2 separate regions of the Mus musculus genome follow, and region 2 is linked to region 1. A link is a contact called in public HiChIP or PLAC-seq data. All regions are on one chromosome and are shown on one strand. The core of a region is the stretch at or near the end of the contact, and the rest is flanking DNA. Distances in the headings are between cores, read along the strand shown. Region 1 overlaps Nsmce2 (NSE2/MMS21 homolog, SMC5-SMC6 complex SUMO ligase). Region 2 has its middle 8.6 kb from the start of Gm41331.

Region 1 (3,089 bases), core at 3-2,502:
TACGAGGGAAAGCAAGAGAAATTTCACAGAAGTTCCATCCAGTAAAGGTTGTATCAAAGGATGTTCAAATTTCCAAACGATGTTACTCTAGGGAGAGAAAGAGCGTGTGGGAGGGAAATGCATGTGGGTCCTTGACACCAGTTATGATGCTCAAAGCATCCAGAATATAGACAGTGATGGGGAAGACAGCAGAAAAGATGAGCCAGGCACCGAGGCTACCTACGGGAATTAATACTGCTTTCATTTTGGACAAATCGTCCTAAAAATCTTCAACAGCAAGAACAGGGACAAGTAAGCTCTTAACAGAGTTCTGCCAATGGTTATGGATGGAGACCTAAGATAGAGTCATCCTAAACAGAAACCAATAGTCTTAATCTCAGAACTGGAAAGGCTCTGTTTTTATGTAAGAAAAACTTTCCTCAACTGAAAATTGGCAGGCAATTGGAAGTTAAATGAGGAAAAAAAAATCATAAAAAACTTGGAAAGTTTTTAAAAGCTAGTTGTGTGTGTGTGTATCACGGAACTGAGCTGACAAGGATTAAAATGAAATACAAGGAACATTTACTGAACTTAAAGTTTTATTTTTACTCTTTTGAAGTGTAGGCATGAGGCCGGGGATGTTGGATTCCCTTGGAGCTGGAGTCACTGGCAGCTGTGGCCTGTCCAACCTGTGTGCTGGGAACCCAACTCAGGTCCTCTGGAAGACAGCAAGTGCCCTTAAACTGGGGAGCAACCTTTCTAACCCCAGTTGCTGAATTAGAAAAAAAAGTCACACTAACTCATTCTGGAACATCCGAACATCCTCCTCTTTCCATTTCATATTTCATGAGTTTTGATTTGAAATCTTGAATGCACGACATTTTCTTTGGGTGTGCCCCTCTTCACCTCTGCAAGTGGAGCGACAGAGGACAGGAAAGGCAGAAAGTCTGAGGGCCCCCGTCTCAAGAGGAAGTCCTCCAAGGATGACATCACTATCTGCATGACTCACCTGCATGCAGAAAGAGGAAGGAGCACAGCCTGTGTCCCTAGGAGCACGGCAAGAGCAGCAAGGTGAGCGAATCTCAGCAAAGCTAGGCAGTGCCCAGCTCCAGGTGCCAGGGGGAGACACAGACTGTTAACAAAGTAATTCATGTGATCATGGGACACCCATGGTACAGTAACACAGTATCACAAGAATTGAGTGGAGACATAGGAAGGACACAAGCTGGCATCCAGGCATGGGCTACCACAGGATCATTCAACCACACTGTTCATCTCTCAGGATACTCTGCTACACTGAAACTCAGAGGATGAACCAATGAATCATAGCACACTGTAGTACATAAATAGAGGATTAAATTAAAAAGTTATGACTTCAAATAATGGCTACAACCCAAAAGTTGGAAAGGTAGTTTTAAAATACACTTTCTAATTCTTTTGAACTAAAATCAAATTTAGGACGCTGTAGGAAGACAGTTCAAACAAAAGCTAATTTTGTTTAATGAACTAACCAGGAAGGCATTGTGAAAAGTATTGGGCAACCAAATGCTCAGCTAATTACTGTGAGATCAAATAACTGTTGCCATAGTTACTGCACACTGTTTTCCATAATAACTTTTATCACTTCAATAAATCTTTGTGACGCAACAAATATAAAAAGTTTACTGTAACATGACTATAATGTTTTGGAAGGCACACACTGACAGCTGACCTACTGAATCACCTTCCCATATCTGTCCATGAGTAAGGGGTGGGACCAGTACCTTCATGGCTCAGGACTGAAATGCTCACTAGCTTCTTTAATAGGCTGTAACACTTCAAGAGTTGAATTTACCAGGGCCTGCCATTCAACAGAAAAGTCAATGGCCATTTCAGCATGATTACTCTTTGTCTATGAAGCAGGGACTTGTCAAACTCCACGCAGGGTAGCTGTGATATATCAAGATCTAACCCTTCCCAGGCTGCTGGAAGCTGAAGTTCCTGCCCAGTGTCACTCATTCCTTCTTGGGAGGAATTTCAGCCAAGAGTTTACTCGAAAGCCGATTTTCTGTCTACTCCTCTGCACAGTCTTCTTATATGCATTTACATATATACAAACAAAAACATACACATGCACACACATTTATGGCAACTCCCATGACTGCTTATGGTTGCTGCATGAAGTGCTAAAGTCCCCTCAGAATATCAAAGGCGACTGCGGTAAGTGAGTAGCTGGTCTGTGAGTTGAAATGATGTCACATCTTCACTGGAAGATGAGCACTCTCCCCTTGAATATCTACACTAGGATGGAGATGTGGCTGAATCTCTGTCCCTTCCCCGATGTTGGGAGCCGCCCCCACATTCGCCGTTACAAGATGGCGCCGACAGCTGTGTTCTAAGTGGTAAACAAATAATCTGCGCATGTGCCAAGGGTATCTTATGACTACTTGTGCTCTGCCTTCCCCGTGACGTCAACTCGGCCGATGGGCTGCAGCCAATCAGGGAGTGACACGTCCGGGGCGAAGGAGAATGCTCCTTAAGAGGGACGGGGTTTCGTTTTCTCTCTCTCTTGCTTTTCTCTCTCTCTTGCTTCTTGCTCTCTTGCTTCTCGCTCTCTCTTGCTTCTTGCACTCTGGCTCCTGAAGATGTAAGCAATAAAGCTTTGCCGCAGAAGATTCTGGTCTGTGGTGTTCTTCCTGGCCGGTCGTGAGAACGCGTCTAATAACACCCCACCATCTGCAGGGCTTTGTCATCTGCTAGCTTGCTCACCCACGACAAGATTACTACTGAGATTTATAAGGAAGTCAAATGGAAAACGTGGTATAGTAAGCTAAGACGGGTGATAAAGCTCTAGTTTGAGTTTGATTAGATAAAGAAAACTACAGATTTAAAAGCAGACTGTTGATGTAAAGGCCATATTGCCTGGAGCAAGTGACTGAGTATCTCTGGGTTTTTCCCAACTTAAAAAAAAAAAAGGGCAAGAATCCCCACCTACTAACTCCCAGGGATGTTATATGGATCAATTACTTCGAGATCTTTGAAGATATAAAGTTCTAGGGATGTAATCATTTATCAAGATGAAACACAAAACATACATATGATTATAGAGCTATTAAAGAGCAGGTTCGAAA
Region 2 (3,257 bases), core at 647-3,146, 610 kb before region 1:
AAACAGATTCAGTTTTCAGTGTGACTTCTACTATTTACTTAAAAGTCTGCTGAAAGAGACCATTCAACACCCAGAGCCAAGCCAAGTTTTCCCACATTCCACACATAGTAGAGGATTGCTGGAGGCCCTTGCTGGCCAGCACACACTCCATACGTGTAAGAAGCTACCATGGCTTCAGTTAAATTAATAGGAAAAAAAAACCTAAAAGAATAGTGTGTAAGTATACAATTTCAAATCAGGGAAGTAATGTTATCCAAGATGAAGATAAATGATGATGATATAGAAAGAAATATAGATGTGTAAAGAAAAATTGATAGGTCAGAGATAATTATGAAGAGAGAGAAAACATGCATATCCAAAAATATATGACAGACAGACAGAATAAACAGTACACAGATACAGAGAGGTGGAGAAAGGTGTAAATAAGCATTGCTTAATAGGTTTTATATCATAATCTTTCAGAATTCTAGCTCTAGGAGAATGATACTATACCTGTCCAGGCTAAAGCACATCTATAGATTTTAGGTTTTGATTTAAGAGTTTAGCTCCTGTTGTGAGTCAGCCCGCGGCTCACATGGACTGGGTACACCTGGGTGGCAGGTGGGGGCTGAAAGACAGAAACTAGGCAGTCGAGAGAAATAATGGATGCCAAGTCAAGGTTCCTGATCAAGGCTCAAATGTTTAATAGCAATCTGTGCTTATAAAGGTGTGGGGGTGGGGAGGCCCATTCCTGCCAATCCATACTTGTGCCTGGAACCGGCTGCAGGTGACAACGTACAGGATAGGGTGGAGTCTCCGGAATATCTCAGGGGCCTCTTCAGCAGGTAGCAAAGTCCTGAAGGAGAGCAGTGGCAGTGACTGAACAATAGAGCCATCTAGTCAGGAATAGTCTAATTCTCAGTGGCAACGGAGTCTGAACCAGCCTGTTTCAGGCTGGGGGAGGTTACAGTTCCAAAGTATAGAGTAGCTCTACAGAAATCTTCATAGCAGAAAAATGTGTGTAGTGAGTCTAATAAGTAAAATATTTATAGGTTATATATTTTTACAATTTTCTACTAATTCATTGCTATCGTTTATAAAGAAATAGGTCTCTGATGGATTAGATTTTTTTTTTCTGCTAATTATGTGAGATCTATATGATAAAATTACATTTAGTTTTAGGAATGCTAGGAATTTTTGTCTCTTTGTGGCTTTATAAACTTCCAGGTTTAAGTAGACTGTCATTTATCTTTAGTAGAATAATTATGGGTATCTGTTATTTTAAGAGAGTAAAGGAAGCTGGGCAGTGGTGGCACACTTTAATTCCAGCACTTGGGAGGCAGAGGCAGGCAGATTTCTGAGTTCGAGGCCAGGCTGGTCTAAAGTGAGTTCCAGGACAGCCACAGCTATACAGAGAAACTCTGTCTTGAAAAACCAAAGAGAGAGAGAGAGATTGAGAGAGCAAAAAGAGGCAGGAAATCTGATTTTAAAAAGTAATTAAACTACCCTCCTTCCTAGTAGTACCTAGCTAGAGTAGTAAAAATTCTGCAGTCATGGACAGTCAGGACCCTTTTGCACCAATAATTCAGAAATTATTTTCTCACATCTGCACACTGTTTCTCCGTACATTCTTTGGGTTGTATCTACTCATTTACAGAGATTGCAAGATCCCCTTTCTTTTACTCTGCTCTGAAGTTGCCTTTGAGGTGACAAAACCTGCAGGGTCCCCTCTCAGGCTTTAGGGAATTAAGTAGTGTCGGTCAATCAAATGGCCCAGCCTCATCTGGGCATCTTTTTCCTATAGCTGTGCAGAGAAAGGCTGGCTTCTGGTGGATTTTTTTTTCCACAGAGTACAATGGCATAAAGGGCTAAAAACATTTCTGCGAAAAAGAAAGACAAGCTGAAAGCTTCAAGCACCCCTCCCATGTTTACAGCTTATCTCCAAACCACAAAAAGTACCTCCTCAGAGCTGTGTACTTCACACGTTCTGAAAGGAAATTTTTCCATATTTGATCATACCCTTCAATTTTCTTCAGAAAAGTGGTCAATCTTGCAAAGCATCTGCCTTGGCCCCCATACCAAGACCCTGTTTCCACTGTCTCTTAAGCTAGCTCAGATCTGCAGGACCCCTAACCCACACAATCCCAGATGCCAGAGCCACCTCAATTTTCTACTCATTTGATATTAACAGATCAGAATAGAGTTCAGTAGACTCTTGAGTAGTTCTTTCTCCAAGATGTCCTTCGTGTCTACACAAGTTGGAGACTTTAAGATGTACTAACGTGGTGTTAGTGTTAAAGCATGAGTGTTACAGTGAAGTTTGGTGCTACACACTGCACGTGTACAGGAAGCGTTCTTGGAACAGAAGTGAATTTACTAATGCATCATCGTTCATCCTAGAAATACTGAGTAAGACATCTGGAAGACAGAATTGGAGTGGTCCCTACATGCCTTTTACACTAATTAACCCACCAGTATATTCCAACAGGAAGAAATTGAGGATACTTGTACTTGTAGACAAACCCATGCTCGCAGATATCCACTAGCATAAACTGAGGCCAGGAAGCAGCCTAGATCCCTGTTTCTCACAATAGATGGTTTGATGGTTAAAATAAAAACACTCTTTTTAGAAAATAGAAAGAGTCCTAAAAAACCTATCACTATTTTAAAGCATAAGAAAACTTAGATGAGCTACAGTTTTTTTCAAGTCCATTTAAAAGGGAAAGTTTTAAAGTGCCCATTATACACCGCGCACGCACACACAACACACACACACACACACGCATACACACACACGGTACATGAATGAAGATAAGTACAATAAATATATAGAATTAAGAGACAATGAAAAATGTGTCCATTATCACATTTATTGTGGGCATCTTGGTGGCTTCAATTAAAAGGTTTAGTCTACTCCAAAAAGATCTAGAGATATGCTTTATGACATAAAACAAAATGCCCTTAAAATACATTATATTAATATTGAATGGTCAATTAACCCACAAGAATGTATAAATCTCCACCATTACTATGACTAAGGGAATAACTTTGCAATATTCCTACCCATACCTGAAACATGTAGCAATTAAGAAAAAATTTAAAGACATCAAAAGAGGGGAGATGGATATGCAAAACCACGAACACTAAAATAAATAACTTTTTCAGAAACTGTAGAAACCATAATGGTATTTAGGGAACAATTGGTAAACATTATACATTTTGACTTGGCATGGCCAAGACGCATGCCAATAAATAAAATTCAGAAATGAGAAACTCGA

Evidence for each region. HiChIP or PLAC-seq counts read pairs in DNA pulled down with a chosen protein or histone mark.
Region 2: a contact with region 1 is called in an H3K27ac HiChIP or PLAC-seq map of thymic regulatory T cells, with 3 times the contacts expected there. The contact joins two enhancer-like sites. A contact is called at or near these places in 2 of 115 datasets of contacts at active chromatin or transcription factors (pancreatic cancer cells and thymic regulatory T cells).

What each region holds. Positions count from the first base shown.
Region 1 is chr15:59,518,599-59,521,687 of GRCm38.p6, reverse strand. All of the region lies in intron 4 of Nsmce2 (NSE2/MMS21 homolog, SMC5-SMC6 complex SUMO ligase), which reads right to left. Among named protein-coding and RNA genes, the nearest start is that of Gm36677, 98 kb to the left of the region's middle. Within about 2 kb of position 1,252, at least 86 of the 459 cell types and tissues checked have an H3K27ac peak or open chromatin away from gene starts, as enhancers often do. A contact at or near this core is called in thymic regulatory T cells, where this site is marked.
Region 2 is chr15:60,131,555-60,134,811 of GRCm38.p6, reverse strand. No RefSeq gene overlaps it. Among named protein-coding and RNA genes, the nearest start is that of Gm41331, 8.6 kb to the left of the region's middle. Within about 2 kb of position 1,896, at least 27 of the 459 cell types and tissues checked have an H3K27ac peak or open chromatin away from gene starts, as enhancers often do. A contact at or near this core is called in thymic regulatory T cells, where this site is marked.